5 separate regions of the Mus musculus genome follow, and all the other regions are linked to region 4. The links are chromatin contacts, called in public HiChIP or PLAC-seq and promoter capture Hi-C maps. All regions are on one chromosome and are shown on one strand. The core of a region is the stretch at or near the end of the contact, and the rest is flanking DNA. Distances in the headings are between cores, read along the strand shown.

What was found. Promoter capture Hi-C pulls out the DNA fragments that hold promoters and counts their contacts. HiChIP or PLAC-seq counts read pairs in DNA pulled down with a chosen protein or histone mark.
Region 1: a contact with region 4 is called in an H3K4me3 HiChIP or PLAC-seq map of fetal liver, with 4 times the contacts expected there. The contact joins the promoter of Cdh15 here to the promoter of Piezo1 in region 4. A contact is called at or near these places in 10 of 39 promoter capture datasets (the C10 cell line, cranial neural crest, embryonic stem cells and 6 more), 2 of 15 datasets of contacts at CTCF or cohesin (embryonic stem cells and pro-B cells), 10 of 484 Hi-C or Micro-C datasets (the G1E-ER4 cell line, the HL-1 cell line, the N1E-115 cell line and 4 more), 34 of 115 datasets of contacts at active chromatin or transcription factors (the 230-238 cell line, the HPC-7 cell line, the NIH/3T3 cell line and 25 more) and 3 of 9 other capture datasets (adipose tissue, liver and pancreatic islet).
Region 2: a contact with region 4 is called in an H3K27ac HiChIP or PLAC-seq map of microglia, with 4 times the contacts expected there. The contact joins the enhancer-like site here to the promoter of Piezo1 in region 4. A contact is called at or near these places in 5 of 39 promoter capture datasets (the C10 cell line, cranial neural crest, fetal liver and 2 more), 1 of 484 Hi-C or Micro-C datasets (Th1 cells) and 3 of 115 datasets of contacts at active chromatin or transcription factors (effector CD8 T cells, embryonic stem cells and microglia).
Region 3: an HNF4G HiChIP or PLAC-seq map of pancreatic cancer cells shows a contact between it and region 4. The contact joins the enhancer-like site here to the promoter of Piezo1 in region 4. A contact is called at or near these places in 3 of 39 promoter capture datasets (hippocampal neurons, liver and pre-B cells), 4 of 115 datasets of contacts at active chromatin or transcription factors (epiblast stem cells, large pre-B cells, memory CD8 T cells and 1 more) and 1 of 9 other capture datasets (liver).
Region 5: a promoter capture Hi-C map of fetal liver shows a contact between it and region 4, with 4 times the contacts expected there. The contact joins the enhancer-like site here to the promoter of Piezo1 in region 4. A contact is called at or near these places in 11 of 39 promoter capture datasets (the 3T3-L1 cell line, the C10 cell line, the HPC-7 cell line and 7 more), 22 of 484 Hi-C or Micro-C datasets (B cells, the Ba/F3 cell line, the C2C12 cell line and 15 more) and 5 of 115 datasets of contacts at active chromatin or transcription factors (embryonic stem cells, epiblast stem cells, large pre-B cells and 2 more).

Annotation. Positions count from the first base shown.
Region 1 is chr8:122,845,826-122,849,666 of GRCm38.p6, forward strand. It overlaps Cdh15 (cadherin 15), which reads left to right and starts at 2,549. Exons shown (of 14, transcript NM_007662.2): 1 at 2,549-2,704. The coding sequence starts at 2,663.
Region 2 is chr8:123,026,235-123,030,317 of GRCm38.p6, forward strand. All of the region lies in intron 1 of Ankrd11 (ankyrin repeat domain 11), which reads right to left. Among named protein-coding and RNA genes, the nearest start is that of Ankrd11, 14 kb to the right of the region's middle. Within about 2 kb of position 1,392, at least 71 of the 459 cell types and tissues checked have an H3K27ac peak or open chromatin away from gene starts, as enhancers often do. A contact at or near this core is called in Th1 cells, effector CD8 T cells and microglia, where this site is marked.
Region 3 is chr8:122,904,878-122,908,459 of GRCm38.p6, forward strand. The region is part of intron 4 of Ankrd11 (ankyrin repeat domain 11); the gene reads right to left. It overlaps Gm39273 (a long non-coding RNA gene), which reads left to right. Exons shown (of 4, transcript XR_003947488.1): 2 at 1-1,085; 3 at 1,204-3,582. Among named protein-coding and RNA genes, the nearest start is that of Gm39272, 27 kb to the right of the region's middle. Within about 2 kb of position 1,669, at least 211 of the 459 cell types and tissues checked have an H3K27ac peak or open chromatin away from gene starts, as enhancers often do. A contact at or near this core is called in epiblast stem cells, liver and pancreatic cancer cells, where this site is marked.
Region 4 is chr8:122,548,830-122,552,696 of GRCm38.p6, forward strand. Piezo1 (piezo-type mechanosensitive ion channel component 1) reads right to left here and starts at 2,500. Exons shown (of 51, transcript NM_001357349.1): 1 at 2,146-2,500. The coding sequence starts at 2,209.
Region 5 is chr8:122,267,633-122,271,506 of GRCm38.p6, forward strand. It overlaps Zfp469 (zinc finger protein 469), which reads left to right. Exons shown (of 3, transcript NM_001362883.1): 3 at 1-3,874. The coding sequence ends at 3,732. Among named protein-coding and RNA genes, the nearest start is that of Zfpm1, 13 kb to the right of the region's middle. Within about 2 kb of position 1,984, at least 50 of the 459 cell types and tissues checked have an H3K27ac peak or open chromatin away from gene starts, as enhancers often do. A contact at or near this core is called in bone marrow-derived macrophages, embryonic stem cells, fetal liver and 1 more, where this site is marked.

The sequences.
Region 1 (3,841 bases), core at 1,299-3,798, 300 kb after region 4:
GTCCCTGGCCCCGGGCCATAGAGACTCCTCCAAAGAAGGGCTTGGCCTGAGTCCCAGTCTGAGGCAACAAGTTAAAGCAAGGCTGGGAAGCAGGGGCGAGTCTCCCTGAGTGTCTTCCCATGTGGAGGGATGGGGTATGTTTTACTCCTGGACCTGAAACATGAGGCAGAGGCCCACAGGCATCCAGAGAACTTTGCCATCAGAGCCCCCAAGGGGCTGTCCTCCTGAAGGGGTCTCTTCCCCCACCCTCTCATGTGTGGGGGAGATCAATATTAGGGCTGCTCCCACACACACAGTCTGGCCACCCCCCCCCCCAGGCATAGATGGTGTCAACCCTGCTCTGTTCTGTCACTGTGGTAAAACACCTGACAATGTAAAGGAAGGAAGAGTCGACCATCCCATCAAACAGCAGAGTGGTAGGTGCTGGTGACAGGCTAGTCCAGGGACCCACATGTGACTCCGGCTACTGTGCTGGGTCTTTCTGTGTCAGTTGGACTTAAGCTAGAGTCCTCAGAGAGGAGGGAGCCTCAACTGAGAGAATGCCTCTAGAAGACTGGGCTGCAGCCAGGGCTGTAGTGATGGATGGGGGAGGATCCAGATGGGTGGGGTCACTCCTGGGCTGGTGGTCCTAGGTTCTGTGAGAAAGAGCAAGCCAGTAAGCTGTACTCTTTCATGAACTCAGAATCGGCTCCTGCCTACAGGTTCCTGCCCTGTATGAGTTCCTTCCCTATTTCCCTCAGTGCTGGGTTTACAGACTGTTTCATCTGCTCTGCAGGATCTCGTGTGGGAATTCTCATTCTCTCTCCCTCTTTCCCCATCTCCCCCACATCCTTCCTCTCTCCCCCCTCTTCCTGTCCTTCTCCCAAGTCCAGAGGACAGCATATAGGGCCAGCCATATAGGGGCTGCACCCAGCAGGAGGCCAGAGGAGGAAGGAACAACCTTGGTTGAGATGGGAGGGTGTTCCCTTGACCGAAGCCGTGGAGCTGGGCATTGAGGGATGCGTAGGAGTTCTCTAAGTAACAGCGGAAGGAAAGCATGCTCCAGGCAGGGCACCTCAAAGAGCATGGTGACCGTGGAGGAAAGGGGTGGACAAAGAGCACTTGGAGGTGAACTAACAGCTGTGCGTCAGAACGGCTGTTGGGGCAGAATGGGGGGAAAGGTGTTGTGGTGGACCAAGAGCCACCTGGACGTCTTCATCCAGGCTGATACAGATCTATTGGGGTCGGATCAGCATAGGGTCAGATGGGTGTGAGCGCAGGCAAGTTGGAAAGCCTCTAGCTTGTGGGTAGTTTAAAGCCACTGGACCAATGGAGGCCTGAGGGAGAGAGTGAGGAGGGAAAGCCCAACCAGCCTGGAGTCCCTGGCCACTGGGCCACACACTGCCTGGGGAAGGGGCTGGGAACTCTGGCTAAGCTGACGGGGTTCAGGAAACATGGGCACAAGCCTGGTGCAGCCTTTCTAGTCAGGGACTGGGACCTCAGTCATGTATGTAAATCAACCAAGTCTCTACCAATGCCCGCGGGATCTGTCCAGGACAGTGGAGTGGACCAGCAGGGACCAGGCACCCTCCCTTCGTGCCTGTCTTGGGCCTTGGATCCAGTAACGTCTCCTGCCTTCTTCAGTGCAAGCCAGAAGGATCACGCCCATGGCCGGCTGATGTCAGCGAGGGCCATCCAGAAGCTATCAGCAAAGAAGATATCCCACAAAATCATGGTGACTGCTGCATACATGTGGTGTGGCGGGAGATGCAGGGGGTAGGCAAAGGAGCTCTGGCCAAAGGCAGAGTGGCCCGTGGGGTGAGACCTGGGCCTGAACCCCTTAAGAATAAGCCACATGCCAGTCTTTCTTGCCCTTCACTCAGCCTTCAGGAGCCTCTGATGTGTTCTGGAAGAGCAAACCTGAACAGGCAATCCAAACGTGACCCCCAATCCTCCTGCTCCTTCCTCTGGGTTAGGGGCCACTTTGGGGTTTTTTGGTTTTGCTTTTTGTTTTTTGAGACAGTTTTTCTACATTGTCTGGGCTGGCCTAGAACTCACTATGTAGAGCAATCTGGCCTCTAACTCATAGGGATCTGCCTGCCTCTGGATTAATATTAAAGGTATGGGCTACTGTGCTTGGCTCCCTCCATTCTTCTACAAGCTTGGGTCTCTCTGGACAGCTGCCACAGGCCTCAGTCCCAGCCTACGGCATGCTGAGTTCTTCCCCAATGTCCACTCCCCGCCCCCCTACATGCTGTCACTCAGTCCAGGAGCCCCCTACAACACATGTGCTGACCTCAAAACTTTACAGAGCCTCCCTCAGGCACTGATCACATATGCTGTCACTCAGATCGCCCCCCCCCCCCCATCACTTTGCTCTGGCTCTGCCTTGCATCTTTCACACTACACTCTTGTGGCTGTCCAGGCCCACCTACATGTGCTGTCACTCATCTCTGATCCCGCCCATGACTCTGCCCCCCATGCAGTCACTCAGCCCTAGCCCTGCCCAGACCCCGCCCTGGCCCCGCCCCACCACACACGTGCAGTCCCTTGGCCTGCTCCCCAAGCACTTGCGCTGTCACTCAGCCCAATGCTCTCAGCGTGGGGGTAGAAGAAGCACCACCGCCCGTTCCACCGGCCGCCCAGTCGGCCACTTGTCCTCGGCTCTTCCGCCACTGCCTCAATGGGTTCTGCTCTGCTCCTCGCCCTCGGGCTGCTTGCCCAGGTAAGCTTGTAAGCCCTGTGGCATCCCTTCCTCTAGCTTTGGGATAGCTTTCCTGGGACCACTGGCCTGGAGTGTCTTTGGGGGAACCTGAGAGCTGCGGCCTGCAGTGTCCAGGGTGGGCCGCACTCTCTGAAGCATTGTAGGAAGGGGTGTCCTGTGTTTAGGGGCTTCCAGAGGGAGGGCGACTGACCTGCACATCAGTGAGCAAAATGGTTCAGGACTGGAAGCATCTCTGAGGCACGGGAACAGCCATTGGGCTGTCCCTTCAGTCTGGAAGCATATCACAGGTGCTCCCTGGAGCCTCCCAGAGCCTAAGGGTGGCCAGTCTTGAGAGGTCTTTCTATTCCAGAGCACGAGGCAGAGAGAAGGGGCAGAAAGCCACAGTGTCTGTAACACTTATGCCCCTGGTTGGTCTTGGTGGTGCCTGAGTCTCTACCCAGTGGTCCTAGAGGAGCTGCAACGCTTCCCTACAGGACCTAAGAATCCAGAGAAAATAACTCCAGGCCAGAGTAGCCCAACACACTCTCAGTTCACACTGCCTTTGACCTGACCGGGCCAGCGGCTGTGCCTGGATCCGCCTGGAGATGGAGTGATCTGTGGTCCCCAGATCAGTCAGTCTCTGGTACCCTGTCTTCTTAACATGGCACAAAGAAGGATGGGTAAAGCCCAGGTCCCCAGTTTTTCCTGCTGTTGGCAGTCCTCAGACTGGCTGCTGAATGGTCCTGGACTGGCCAGAACGGGAATGTGGATTCTGTGGTCCCTGCCAGGGTCCCTTTCCACAGAGATGTGCACTGAGGCTGTGGCCAGCCTCTGCGCCCAGAGGCAACAGGTGGCGAGCACAAAGAATTGCTGTGTGTGGAGAGAGGTCAACCAGCATTGCATGGGTGTGTGGTGGGGGGTCCGTCCCTTCCGGGAACACACTTCAGGACTTCCTTGGTTCCCTCAAATTCCCACAAAGCCTTGCAACTCTACTCAAGTTTCAGTTCTCGGCAGCTGACAGGAGCCTGGCCAGAGAGCCCCCCTTGCAGCTGGCCCTGGGTCATCAGCCCTACACTTCCAACCAGCAACACCCCAGCTTTGGGGGCCCACATTCCCTTACCTGGGCACATCTGCTAGGCTAGTTAAGACCCAACACAG
Region 2 (4,083 bases), core at 142-2,641, 480 kb after region 4:
TGGCAGCTGTAATGCAGCATTTGAGGAAATGGTAAGAACTGGAGCAAGACTAAGGACAGCCTGGGATGTATGAGAGTTCAAGGCCAGCCTGAACTTTGAGGGGAAACTGTTGGGGAAAAACAAGCAAAAGCAAGGACTGGGGGTGTAGCTCTGGTGATAGTTCTGACCTAGCAGGCACGAAGCCCTAGGTTCATTCCGTCTCCAGCGGTATAAACTAGGCATGGACCTGACAGACTGACAACCATGACAGACTCCTGCAGCCCAAGCACTCGGGAAAATCAGAAACAAGGCTGCCACTGACTAGCTACACACAGAGAGTGAGGCTAGTATGAAATACAGTAAGACCTTGTCTCAAACATTGTTAACTATCTGTCAGACTTAATGCAGCACACACCTTTAATCCCAGCACTAGGGAGGCTGAGACCAGCCTGGTTCCAGTACCAGGATTGACAAAGCTACACAGAGAAACCCTGTCACAAAACAAATTAAATAAGCTAAAGGAGCCAGAAAGATGGCTCAGAGATTAAGAGTATTTATTGCTTTTGCAGAGGACCTGGGTTCAGATGAACACACGTGGTGGTTCACAACCAGGTATCAGGGGATCCGACATCCTCTTCTGACTTTTAGGCACCAGGTACACATGTGGTGCACATACATAAACGCAGGCAAAACACTTATTCCCAAAAAAATAAAATAAATACATCTAAAAAAGGCCTCACTCTGTAGCCCAAAGTGGTCTAGAGTCTCCCAAGCACTGGAATGAGGTGTGTGCTACCAAACCTGGCACTCAGCAGAACTAAACCTTGAATACTCAAACCATACAAAAGCTCTAGTCCAGCTGCATAAGCACTAAACAGCCATGCAGCCTTTGACAACTGTATGTACAGTGGATTCCTCTGGGTCCCCCTTGTTCCCAGGGCAACAGTCTCATCACTGGCAAGTCCCCTGAAAACCAGTCCTCAAGTTGGCAGTTAATTGGTTCAGAAAAGGGTCACATCTCTAGAACATTAACTGCTTTACCTACTGCACAGATCAATGAAGTCAGATAGAAAAACATCTCAAGCTTAAGGACAACTTATATTAAAACTGAAGGTTATTTTTAAAGGCCTAAAAAGTTATTTCCCTAGATTAACCAGCCCTGGATGCTTTCTATACAGATTTTATTGATCAACTGTAAATCCAAGAACTCAGGAGGCAGAGGCAGGCTGATTTCTGAGTTCCAGACCAACCTAGTCTACAGAGTGAATTCCAGGGCAGCCAAGGCTTCAACAGAGAAATCCTGTCTTGAAAAACCAATTAACAAACAAGCAAGAATAAAATATACTCAGAAACCGGAATTAGTATCAGGATAGTCATGTTAGTGCATGCCTATGGCTCACAAGTTCACGGTCTCTCTGGGCATTTTAGGTTAAGACTCTAATTCAAAATAAAAGGCTGAGCCGGGCGTGATGGCGCACGCCTTTGATCTCAGCGCTTGGGAGGCAGAGGCAGGCGGATTTCTGAGTTTGAGGCCAGCCTGGTCTACAGAGTGAGTTCCAGGACAGCCAGGGATACACAGAGAAACCCTGTCTCAAAACAAAAACAAACAAACAAACAAAAATAAAAGGCTGGGGATACATGGCTCAATACTAAAGCAAAAAACCCCAAAAGTACTAGAAAGGAAGAGGAAGAAGGAATTAACACGAGCATCAACTATTCATAGTGAGAGACGTCTACTCTGAGTCACATGCTAGGCTTGAGTCACAATGTGAATGCGGAATCTGATCCTCATCAATGCGTTTCTGTATTTCTCTTTTGTTAATCACTGGAAGGGGGAGAGGGCGGCAGAGATAAGGTGCACATCTTGCTATCAGAGGACAAATCTGAAGCAGCCAGTTCTCTCCTTCCACCCTGTGGAGTCGAGGATTAAACTCAGGTCATCAAGGTTGCCCGAAAAGCCCCCGACCCACTGAGCCATCTAGTTCATGCTGTGTGATTGTCTATCACCTCCACATCCTATTAAGTGACAGCTACATCCACAGGAGTACATGCCACAGGTCACTGGTAGCCACCAATGACAAATATCCACACAGCAAGTCTACAGAAGTGAGAAAGAATATGAGTTCCAGGTCTAGCTCTCCAACAACTCACTACAACACCTCCGCACATAGGTTTTATTTACTGGGTTTTGGGGGTGGGTATAGAGCATTTAAGGAGTTGTCTTACTATAAGGCTGGCCCCAAACTCCTGGCATCCCTGGGATTGCCAGCATAGACCACTATATCCAGTTTGGATTAGTCACTTTAGCATAAATGTGAGCAGGAAGTAACACCCACACACCAGACTCCATACAAAGGAAACATAAAAAATTAAAAATTAATACATGGGCTACAAATCTCACCACTCCCATTTCACACCCACAACCTACCTTCTAGTTTCCCCCATAAGTAACAGGTTCCATTTTCAAAAGTAAAGTTCAGTACCACAATATTAAATATACAACTCCCTGAGTCTGTTATTTAACCTTCCATGAGTTTTAGGTCTTGGACACCACTGGCCTCAGAGTCTGCGGATGGAGGCAGGTTGGCTCCCTTTCTCTTAACAGCCCATGGAGAACTGACTTCAGCCCCAGCTACAAACACTTCAAAACCAAACAGCTTTGATAGGCCCACTTGTTTTTAAGTTTTTTGGTCTTTTAATTTCACTCACTGAAAACATATCCCTCAAAAGCATTCTTGAACAAGAAAATGAGCCAGCATTGTTTGGGTAAGGCACCAAAAAAAAAAAAAAAAAAGGCCACACCAAGCAGGACAGCCTGCCTCAGGGCCTTGTCTCTCCATCCCACTGTACCACAGTTCTGTGTGCCAACAGCAACAATCCCCTGGTCCCCTAAAGAGTCAGGACTCAGGATTCTGGTCCCCTAAATCCATCCCAGTCCAGTAAGACAGCAGTGCTAGATTAGCAACTGTGGTAGGGAAATAAACAACAAAGTAAGCTGTGACACTGTTGAAAAGGAGACAGTTCTGAAAAAGCTTTCCATAAAAATCAGTAAAGACCTGAGTGTGCATGCACAGCCTTCGGGGTGAGTGAGTGAGCGTGCACAGCCTTCGGGGTGAGTGAGTGTGTGCACAGCCTTCGGGATGAGTGAGTGCGTGCTCAGCCTTCGGGGTGAGTGAGTGTGTGCACAGCCTTCAGGGTGAGTGAGTGTGTGCACAGCCTTCGGGATGAGTGAGTGCGTGCTCAGCCTTCGGGGTGAGTGAGTGTGTGCACAGCCTTCAGGGTGAGTAGGGTGAGTGAGTGTGTGCACAGCCTTCGGGGTGAGTGAGTGAGCGTGCACAGCCTTCGGGGTGAGTGTGTGCACAGCCTTCGGGGTGAGTGAGTGTGTGCACAGCCTTCAGGGTGAGTAGGGTGAGTGAGTGTGTGCACAGCCTTCGGGGTGAGTGAGTGAGCGTGCACAGCCTTCGGGGTGAGTGAGTGTGTGCACAGCCTTCGGGGGCATCTGGCACCTCTGCAGTCATGCCAAGCTGCCATATTTAGTGCACTGCCCTCTTACACTCGGAAAGCTTACTTGGACTTTTACAGGGAAAAAGAAAAACCCTGTACATTTTTAAATGTTTAAACTGACTCAGCAGTTAATACTTGCTACTCTTGCAGAGAACTCCGAGTTCAGTTTTCAGCACCCACAAGAGGCTCGCCACCAGCCCTAACTCCAGTATCAAGGGATCCAATACCCTTTTCTCACCTCCTTGGACACCAGGGACACACATCCATACATGCAGGAAAAGCCTCAGACTCATAAGGTAAAATAATGTTTTATTTTTAAAATAAAATATATACTGCTGGCCCAGCATAATAGCTCACGCCTTTAATCCCAGCACTCCACAAAGAAGCAAGCAAGCCTGGTCTCCAAAGTGGAGACTCTGTCTCAAATATATATAATAATATTGGTGTGTGTGTGTGTGTGTGTGTGTGTGTGTGTGTGTGTGTGTACAAGAAAGATCATAAAGATAGCATACAATGTATGCTGCTGTCTCTCCTCCTGCCCACCTAGGAGCTGAGTCACCCTGGGCCCAGCAGTCACTGAGGTGTCTACAGCCCAGTGAA
Region 3 (3,582 bases), core at 419-2,918, 360 kb after region 4:
CAGGCAGGCAGCACGATCTACAAGCTGCCCCTTACTATGCTAAATGCATGCTAAAGATTGAAAAATACAGAAATACAAATCCAGGCATGCACTGAGACCTGGATACCAGCAGCTGGGAGCAGAAGCCCCTCCTAATACTAAGATCCTAACAGATGAGGCAGAAGTAGCACAGGCAAGGGCTCACGGCCCTCAGTGTGGAGCTGGGAGCACACTACCTGGCTCCTATACTCACATGTCTGTCACTCCTCCTCTTGTCTTCCTTAAGGATCTCTGCTGTGCTCTAACCCCAAACACCTTTCACATTGGCTAATTTTGATGTCTCATTGCTATAAATGCTAAATAACAGTCCTGAGCCTTCGTATCAAGTAGATATATTACTTTGTTCTGGTTTGCCCACCAGACCATCTGCCTCTGAATTATGGAAAATACACAATTTGAAACTGAAATTACTTTCTTTGCTAGTCCACAGTCTTCTCTGTGAAGAAAAAAATGGAAAGGGCAAATGGCTGAGAAATATACCAGACCAACCACCAAGTCCATGAAGCATTTTATTTGGCTCTGGTTGTTCACAAGCAGTCACACTGTGGTTATTAGGGCAATCAGCAGGTTCTCCACGCCACGCCCTTTCCCTGCCAAGCCCTAGCCTGTGAGTCAGTGACCTGGCAGACAGATGCACTCTGCTTTCTCACTTGCCATGGTCTAGCATCTGCCAATATGCAGCCCAGAGTTACACCATCTAGTGAGCAAGAGGACAGAAAAGCCTCATTAGCGTGTGTGCACATGTACACACACACAGCCTCTTACACCAAGCATTCCGAGTTCCATATAGCCAATGGCAAGAGAATCCCTCAGTTTTTCCTCTCCCACAGAAGAACTGAGGGATCAAGCCCCGAGGAATGAACGCTTCAGTGGGTGTCTAAGACTCATGAGTCGACCGAACGCTGTACAGACCCGAAAAGAGGCTCAAAGGCACAGCGGTGGAAAAAGTTAATTCTCTCCCTTCTTCCAAGGAAGCACTGTACTGGGAAGCCAGTTTTGACTTCATACGCAATGGGGCAGGTGGATTCTGTGTGAGCCCTAGAAAGGTAGGTAGGGTAATTTATAGATTTTTAAATTAGTGGAAAAATTTTCAACAGAGACCAAATTTTAAGCAAATCACGTAATTCCATAACGAAGGTTTTTTTTTTTTTTTTTTTTTTAAAGTAGCCCTAGGTGGCCTGCAGGTCATAGAATCTACTTGCTTCCCATGCTCCAGGATCAAAAGGTTGTGATGTCACACCAGGCCTCGGGAACTCTACAGAGACCAGACCGAGAGTGGGAGGAAGAGCCTTTCCTCACCAGGTGATGTATGTGGTCAACACCAAAGACCTGGTCTGGAAGAGGCCCTGAGGGAGTGGAGATGGTCTTACAGTCTGAGATGAGGGTACCGGCTCAGACAACCAGGTCTGTTATGTCCCAGTCTCGCCAGTGTCACAGGGGGTCAGGACATGCTCCTGTCCACAGCTCCTGGGCATCATGATCGCAGGCATGTTCCATCTTGAGGTCTATCTGAACACCTACAGCATCTAGCTGCGGCATAAGCATCACAACACTGATAGACAGCCTTGGGAGGGCAAGCTTTTTCATCAGGCTGACTCACAACAGACAAAACTGTACTGTTCTTGGCAGGATGCCCTCAGTCCTGACTAAGCACTGGGGAAGCCGCACCTCCAGTGGGCTGGGCCATTGGCAGCAGGGTCTGGGAAACAGGAAAAGTTTGTACGGTTTGGTCATTTAAGGCCAGCCAGCTTCTTGCCACTTGAGGGCACAGTAAAGGACGCTCACTATTTGCTACTAGGAACCCTGACTGGAATGAGGGTGGGAGGGTACCCCTTGTGTTACTGGGGTAGACCGCATTTGTCATCAAGGATGAGTGCTAAACTGTACATTATCAGCAGAGGGCGCTGGAGGAACACTGGTCAGGAAAGGATAAGCTATTGGCCTAGGGCACTGCAAGCATTTGTCTGTAAAAACCTTTCAAAACTAGGAGGTGCCTTAGTATGACTGAGTCACACACCTCCAGGGAGGTCTGACAACCCTATCAAGATGACCAGAGAGATCCTATCTTGGTCACTATTTCATCGAGTTAAAAATATCAGCACTTTTCCAGCTTCCAGAACTCTGAGCCAAAATAAACCTCTTTATTACACAGGGGGAAAATATCAATCCCACAATTCTTTGCGCACCCATTCTGAGTATTCTCCATCCTGAATGAGGTGGTGGGTGCCACTGCAGAAGCCCCTGCAGACAAGATGCCATCCACTCCATCATACCCCGTTTGTAAGCCAGCACTGCATCTCTGGGTAGGAGAATAATACCCAGTACTTCCTGAGGCATCCAGCTCACCAATGTATAGAAGAGAAAGATTATAAAGTGTGTGTGTGTTTGTGTGTGCGCGAGCGCGCGCAGAACCCAATGGATGAAGACAAACCAATACTTCCAGTACTTAGGAGATGAATGCAAAAGGATCCAGAGGTGGAAACCAGCCTGAGAAAACTGACAAACCCCATCTCCAAGTATAGAGATGCCTAAGGCTGGACGTCTTAAACAACACCAACAGTAGCGAGTTTGCACATAGGCTTCGGGTTCCATTTCCAACGAAGGAAGGAGTAGGAAAGGAGTGGATCCAGTCTTCACTGGAGCTGCGAGACCCGACTCACAAACGTTATAAAGAAGTCAGCCACGGATAGGACAGTAGACACAGCGCTGGCCAGTCACCCATCTCTAGCTAGGTCTACAGTTCAGTCTTCCTGAAAACGCTACCTGCCAAAGCTGAGCCTGTGCCTGCCTCAGGTCAGGTGTGAACATGAACAGTTTGACAGCACACCAACAGCGAAGGCTGAAGGACAATCTAGAGTGCAGTGGTGCAGAGCCTCACAGAGGCCTCCACAGATGGACAGACTTCCCTCCACAACCACAACAGGAGTCAGAGCACTCTCCTGAGCAATGCAAGGACCGCCACTTGCCTTATGAATCCCTACAAACAATGTTAAAACACACGCGCGCGCACAGACACACACAGACATTCAGGTTTGATGTGGTCTTCTGGTTATGTCCTGATGAGCTCACGGGGCTGTCATCCCTCCACTCCAGCACTACGGCAGAACAGAGGTGTAGGGAAGCCTGCTATCCACATGTCTACCATAAGTACCCACATACTTCTGCTTTTCCTTACAAGTATCTGTGACAGAGGGTGCGACATCCATGCAAGCCTTTATAAACCTCCCACCCCGAGACATCAGCAGCCTCATCTCAACGTCCTCAGTGCTAGGAGATGACAGACATGAAACCCAATGCTTCACCCCAGGCTTCCTCTGCCATTTGTGTTCTACTGCCCCAGAGGCCTTAAAAAAGGGGGGAGGAGAAAAGACCAGTAGAGTGGAGTCCTGCCTGCATCATCAAATTCAGAAGGATATGCAAGCCAGTAGCAGACCCCAGGGTTCTCCTTGAGCAAGACAGAATCCGACTGGGAACGTACACAATGAAAGGTGCTAACCCCAACCCGTATATGCTCCTGTTCTGCATTCTTAGACCTATCCATTC
Region 4 (3,867 bases), core at 1,250-3,749:
AAGAGGCTAAGCACCCCAGGATGATTCAAACCTTCAGGAAGGCCTGAGACAGCACCCAGCATTTAAGATGACTAACCTGTGAAGACCTTGTTTCCAAAACATAGGACTCAAACTGTTCAGAGGGTGGAGGGTGAGGGAGCCCTCACAAGAGATGGAGTGAACGTTCCACCTCCAGCAAGAGGTCCCGCAGTGATGACTACACCCCATAGAAATGAACAGGATGCCAGCATCCCCTACGTCACCACACAGAGCTCTTAGCTGGCTCTGTATCCCTTGCCCACCTCCCCAGGCATAAAGAAGACTGTTGGTGGCCAAGCCCACACCCAGGCTCAGTGTCAGGGTAGGTGTGGCCTGTGCCTAGATATGTTCTCATGAATGAATTTTATTGGGGGGACAGTTTGAGCCTAAGGAAAGACAGGAGCATTAGTCATCAATATTCTTTTGAAAGCTCCCCAGGTGACTAACACACAGGCTGGGTGGGAACCCCCAAAGCTGGCAAAGCCTCCTTCACATCCTAACCAGACTCAGTCTGGAAGCTTCCTCTGACACCCACATACTACAGCTGAAAAGCCAGGGGACCTCAGAGCCCAGACTGATCCTTGGAGGGTAAGGATAAATTCTAGCTAGTAGCACTGCTGTCCACGAGCTAAGAAATGATTTTGCATTTTTTTTTAACTGCTGGAAAAAAATATCAGAGTATTTCATGATGTGAAAGCATTCACCATCTGGCCTGTCAGAGAAAAGTCTGCCGGTTTTGTTTAAGCACGGCCCTTGTCTGTGAAAGAGGACCTCTTCCATGAAGATGGAGAAGCCTTTCTCTGCACACAACAGGACCACCTCTTCCCTGCCCTGCCCTCCTTGTTCCCAAGTGTTGACAGTCAGTGAAGGAGCCTGAGAAGCAGCTCTTGTTGAATCTTTAAGAAGGGTACCCGTCTTCTACATTCTCATCCACCCATTCTGCTTATATTTACAGTCTGACCGTCTACAGGCCAGCGAGGAAAAGAAGCCACAAATGTGGGCCCTAGACCTTGGCTCTCCTAAGTCCGGGCTGAGCTGAGGACAGTATCCGCTGGCCCCTCCTTTCAGAGCTCAATGGTTTTCATTGATTCCTGCCTTGAAAAATCCCCCCCACCCCCCCACCCCGGTCTCACCACATTTTGGTCCTACAAATCAAAACTTGGCCTGTGTGGAAGTCATTGCCCGGGTTGCCTGACACCCCCCGGAGCCTGTTCCTGAAACAGGGTGCACAAGCAGTGTCCGTGGAGAGATGGAGGGAATCACGCACAACCCCCCCACCTCCAACAGATGGACTTCCACGAGGCAGACCAACTTTCACAGTGGGTACACTGACTCTCTGTGGGCTAATTTAATCAGACCCCGAGGAAGGTCACATGTGGAGGGGTGCTGACTGCTTCAGGAGGTGTAAGGGGGTGAGCAGCTGGGCAAGGTGCCCTGGGTGAGGCTGGGAGGGCGGCAATGGAGCCCAGCACCTATGACACCAAAAGAGAGAAGCTCTTTGCAAGAAAGGGACGTATGCCAAGGTAGGGGATCTCCAGTTCTGACATCAGGCAGAGCCTCCTGGGGCGCCCTGTGCCCCAGTCCCTCTGGAAGGTAACCAAGTAGGGCACAAGGAAGACAGGAGCTTAGCATTGGACAGACAACCTCGGAACTGAGACTAAGAACTGCGCCTAGGGCTGGAACATTAGTTCTGGTAGGAAATTTCTGACTTGAAAAGCTCCAGGCAGAACGCCACCTTCTCCCAGATTGGTCAGGAAGTCATGATGCAAGTTTGATTTTTTTCTTTCTTTCTTTCTTTTTTCTTAACTACGAAAGAGAATAGAAAGTCGCGCTCCCCTCACAGCTCAGACACTAACAGCCCCTTGCCCGGGCCTCTCCTCCCAGCCCGCGTGGAGACGCCCAGCGCTATCTGGGGCTCTCGCGGACCCGCGCCTCGCCGTTGCCTGCCGTGCTTTCCACTCGGTGCCCGGGCCGGGCCCGCCGAGGCCGCCAGCGCGCTCACGCCTCTGGAATGCGAGCGCCCTGGGCCGCGAGTCCCGCGGAATCTCCTCGCCTATGCTCGCCCGCCGGGGCGGCGCGGCGCAGGGGGACGCGGACGCAGCCTTCCCGCCCGCGCCCTCCACTCACCCGCCAGGAGCGTGCAGGGCAGCAACAGCCAGTAGAGCCCGGCGCCCAGCACGTGCGGCTCCATGCCCCGCGGCCGGGGGACCGCCCGGGGTCGCGCCGCCGTGGCTAAAGGGAGGTGCGAGGGCCGGAGGAACCGCGCGCCATGGCACTCTGGGCGGGTCTCCGCACGTGCGGCGCGCGGCTGCTGTGACCTCCCGCCGGCCTCGATCTCGGGTCGCCGGCCGGCCCGGCCGCGCCCTCTGGTTCCCGACGGCCGGATCCCGCGCACGCTGGGTTGTCAGCCCGCCCGGCTCGGAACTCACGGCGGCTCGTGGAGGCCGAGCTGGGCCGGACGGCGACGCGGCGGCTCTCTCCCTGCTCCCGCCTGCGGGCCTTTATAAGCTCGGCCCCCGCCCTCCCTGGAGTGCCCGCCTCCGCGCTTCCCCCGACGGCCAGGCGCGCCCAGGCACCCCCTCGCTGCCCAGCGCAGTCTGCTCGAGCGCCGGCCCTACTAGCCTGGCTGGTGCCGGTGACCCGGAGACCTCGACCCGCGCGCCCCCCAAACCCTCCTTCAGCCCAGCGCAGTTACTCGCACTGTGCCCGTGGGGCGCTTCTCCCTGGGGCTCCGGGGCCTGGGACCCGGGGTGGGGGCAATACAAGAAGACTCCCAAAGACCTGACCCACTTAGTACCCACGCGCAACTGCGCCCCTCGTGGTTGGAGCAACTTTCGCTTTGTTCCCCAAGCCGTGATGGCGCAGCGCCCTCTGGGGGCTGTCAGAGTCCCTAACTGTGGCACTGGCGGCCACGCTGGCTAGGCCTTGGTGGTTGGGGTGGAGAGACACCTTACTGCTGTGGCATCAGACAGCTGCATCCCACTGTGGTCTGCGTTGGGGCTTTGGGACTGCTTCCAGTCACACCTGCCCCCACTGTGTGGCTTGGCTTTAGTCAGTGTGCTACAGACAGTAGCAAAAGCTGACAGAGCACCTGCTGTCCCATTGGTGGCCAGACAAGGTCTGAGTCCGGCACGTGCCCGGTACCTCACCCAAGCCGCCTTGGTTTGGCTCAGTCTTCCGTATTAAGGTGGATAGGAAAGACGAAATGAAAAGGGGTCAAGAACGGCACAGTTGGACCAAGTTCAGGATGCACTGGGAAATGAGTAGCATTAGGGGCAGAGGCTTAACCGGGAGCGGTGATGATGTGACCCTTTTGAGCCTCAAGGCACCAGCAGGCTAAAGTCAATCACACTTCAGAACCTTCAATTTTCCAGAACCACCAGAAATGCAGGCTTTCCCTGGACATATAGTATTTAAACTGCCTAGCTTGGTCTCCAAGACTCACCTCTAGTCTGACTCTGAAGGGGTGCTGCTAAGACACGGGAAGGTTCAGAAATTCATTCAGACCTGCTCCTTGAGCAGCAGTTCTCAACCTGTGGGTCGTGACAGCTATGGGCCTTGAACGACCCTTTCATAGGGGTTGCATAATAGATATCCTACATAACAGCTATTTACATTATGATTCATAAGAGTAGCAAAATTATAGGCCGGGCGTGGCCTTTAATCCCAGCCCTCGGGAGGCAGAGGCAGGCAGATTTCTGAGTTCGAGGCCAGCCTGGTCTACAAAGTGAGTTCCAGGACAGCCAGGGCTACACAGAGAAACCCTGTCTCAAAAAAAAAAAAAAAAAAAAAAAAGAAGTAGCAAAATTATAGTTATAGCAACAAAATAATTTTATGGTCAAGGGTCAC
Region 5 (3,874 bases), core at 734-3,233, 280 kb before region 4:
TCGCCTGAGGGAGGATGCAGGCCAGCTGTCAGGCCTCCACCTCCATCCTCCACAGGAGGACCCAGAGCACTGGAAGATGCTGAAGACGTTGGTCCAGGGGCCCTGTGTACAGAGGAGGTACCAGCACAGAAGGCCCCCCAAGAGCATCCGGTCTGTCAAGGGACGATAGAGAAGGAGCATCCGGTGGAACAGAAGGCCACCTGGACACAGTGGTTCTGGGGACCAGAAGAGGCCACGGCATCGGACATTAGTGGAGAACCTTCACGGGCTATTGAGAGCCAGCCTACAGAGGACCACACAGGAGTCAAAGGCAGGTCCGATGAGGGCACTGGGAAAGGGACACCTGACTTACCTGACAGGACACACAGTTCTGAAGTGGACAACACCATCAGTAGCTACCCCCAGGGACCTATCAAAGACCCGGAAACCCAGAATGAAGTCCACGGGTCGGATGGCGCCCCCAGCCCAGAGCAAAGGGACCCTCCAGACTTGTTCGATGATGACATCTCCTTCTCTCGGCTCTTCCCCCTGGATGGCCGCCTCACTCAGAAGAACCTACGAGTCTATGGGAAGCGCTGCCAAAGGCCAAAGTGCCCATCACCGAAGGAGCCCATCGCTGAGGTGATAAACAGTGTCTCACTCGGCTCCACGCGCCTGCCTACCGATCTCAGTGACTCGGGCTCTCTCTGCCTGTCCCGAGAGGAAGAGGATGTGTGGGATGATGAAGTCATGAGTTTGCCCGAGTCCCTCCTCCTCGATGGCCTTCTAAGCAATAAGACACCTGGCCTTGACCCATGGACCCCCAGCCTCAGCCTGTGGGCCCTGGAATCCGACAGGCAAACCAGCTGCGTGGAGGAGAAGCCTTCCTGCTTGATGGAGAACCAAGATGAATGGTCAGAGCCCATCCCGCAGCTGCACATGGTCCCAGCAGCCTGGCGGGACCTGGAACACTGTAGCCCAGCCTGTGAGACAGCCTCTTCTGTTGGAGACATGAGCCCGGAACCCCCTAACCTAGAAAGGGAACATGACAACAGGCCTCCTGGAAATGCCAGCCTGCCCCCACTTTACGTTAAGGACTTTGAGGCTCTCAGCACCCAGCTGGAGATACAAGACCTGTGCTTTCTGAGACCCTGTAGTGACCTTGTTGAACTCTCTAACCCAGGCGCCCTAGACTTCCAGGTCACAGCAAATTCACAAGGCCCTCCAGACAAAAGAATGGAGGGAACTGCCCGGGCCAGACGAGCCAAAGGCAGAGACCTGCGGGTGAAGGGCAAGAGGGCCTCCTACAAGTGCAGGGTGTGCTTCCAGCGGTTCCATAGCCTGGGCGAGCTGGATCTCCATAAGCTGTCGCACAGCCCCTCGCCGCCCCCAACTTGCTACCTGTGCGTGGAGCGCAGATTCAGTTCCCGGGAGCTTCTACGGGAGCACTTGTGGGAGAAGCACGTGCAGGGCAAAGCAGGGCCGTGGGCCTGTGGCATGTGCCTGAAGGAGGTGGCTGATGTCTGGATGTACAACCAGCACCTTCGGGAGCACGCAGCCCGCTTTGCCCGAAATGGCCAGGCGCGGCGAGCCTTAGGAGACCTGCCCGGGTGCTTGGAAGGGGAAAGCGCCCTCACGCACTTCCTGAACACCATTGTGGAGCGAGCATCCAAACCCCAGAGGACCAAGCGCTCGATCGGCAAAGACAGTAGGGAGCCATCAGAGCAGGAAGGAGACGCTGGAAAGAAAACCCCAAGAAGGATGAAGCGCAAGGCACGTGCCTCGGTCACCCCCAGCCAAGATGGCGCCGAAGGAGGCAGCCTATCCGTTCTGACCAGCAGTTCTGCCACCTGCTCTGACTCTGCCAAGACGCCCCCCGCCCCGTCCCCAGACCCTTGGTCCCACGGCGAGTCCCCGCTCCAAGCTGTACCAGTGCACGAGGACTGCAAGGACCCCTCCCGTGACTGCCACCACTGTGGGAAGCAGTTCCCCAAGCCCTTCAAGCTGCAGCGCCACCTGGCGGTGCACAGCCCACAGCGCGTCTACCTGTGTCCCCGGTGCCCGCAGGTCTACCCTGAGCCCTGGGAGCTGAAGGTACACCTGGGCCTGACCCACGGGGTGACAGAGGAGAAGGAGCTCCCACACGTGCCTCTCTATGCCTGTGAGCTCTGCGCCAATGTCATGCACGTCATCAGGAGGTCCTTTGTCTGCAGCTCCTGCAACTACACCTTTGCAAAGAAGGAGCAATTCGACAGGCACATGGGCAAGCACCTGAGTTGCGACCTGCAGCCCTTCACACTCCGGAGTGTTAAGCGGCCAGGGGTTCCTAGGAGGAAGACCCGTGTCTCCCAGGATGTGCTACCCAGCAAGCAGAACAGGCTGATGGCGCCCTTCAGTCCCCCTGAGCTCAGCACTGACAGAATCCCCTCCACAACCAGCCCTACACCAAGTGAGGTGTCCCTTCCTGCACTGCCCCTAGCGCCTAGCCTCATCCTGGACCAGCCCAGTTCTCAAGAGAACCCTGTGGACCAGGCAGACCACTCACCCAGGGGGAACAACCTACCACTGAGTGGCCAGGATCTTCCACCTCCGTCTCTGTCTCCTTTCTCAGCTGCCTCAGCTGAAGGTACAGGCGGCTGCTGCAAGCTGAACAGAACCCTGGAGAAACCAGAACACGAGGCTTCCTTGGGAAGCCTTGAGCCATGTAAATGGCAGGCTCTGGTAGGGGAAAAGAGGGCCCTTCACCTGTTCCCAGGAAAACACAAGAGTCCAGGCAACGGAGACAAGTGTGCCCCTGGGTGTTCCCCAGGGCACCCCTCTCAGCTCCAGGAGAGGCTAGTGACCACACACCACATGGCACCTGAGGGGAGAATAGAGGGTCCCTCCCAGAAGGGCAATGCCACCAAACCAGGAGCCTACTCAAGTACCTCCCATCACAGAGCAGCAGAGCCCACCAAAAAAGCACTGAAGCCACCAGCACCACCCCGAAAACCAGGAGGGATGGGGATCCCAGCCGCAGAGCTGGTCTTGAGTCCTGAGGACAGGGTAAAGCCCAACACTTCTAAAGGTAAACTGCGAGGCACCCCTCAGAGCAGTGGAGGGCTCCAGCCTGGCACTCAGACAGGGGGTGGCAGCCAGCCCCAGCCAACCAGTGGGCAGCTCCAAAGTGAGATGGCCTCCACCCCTACTGAGCCCAGCTGTCCTAGCTGGGCGAGCTCCACCCCGGACCAGCCCCCACCTCGAGCCCACACCAAGGGTAGCACCAGAGGGCCTGGGGACGCTGTTCATCAGGGGGTCCAAGTGCATTCAAGTCCCAGGGAGAAAAGAGAAAGCCATGGAAGACAAAGGAAGGGCCAGGCCCTGGGACTGGGCAGACATGGAAGCGTGGGAAACACTGGGAAAGCCCCCTTGGCCCCCGACAAGTCATCCAGGGCCCCCCGAAAGCAAGCAACTCCCAGCCGAGTTCCCCCTGTCAAGTCGAGACCCAGTGGCCAGAGCAGCAGGGCAAGGCCACAGCCATCAGCACAGCGGAAAGGGGATCCAGGCCACACTTCAGAAAAGGGCTCTTTGCCCCAGGCAAGAGCCCTGTCCAGGCCCTACAAAAGGGTCAGAGCTCTCCATGTCAGTGGTGTTGCGCCTATGGAGCCCCGAGACCGCCGGACTGCAGAAGCCCAGAGCGACCTCCTCAGTCAGCTGTTTGGGCAGAAGCTGACCAGCTTCAGAATCCCTCTGAAGAAGGACAGTTCCCAGTGACCCAAAAGAGAGGATGCGTGGGTGCCCGGCTGATGGGCTTCTGTCTGGCCTCCAGCATTGGAGACAGCTCCCTGGTAGACCCACTGCCTGTTTCTCTGCACCTGAGTTTCCAGATTCGAGGCCTGAGAACAGGGCTTTGGCT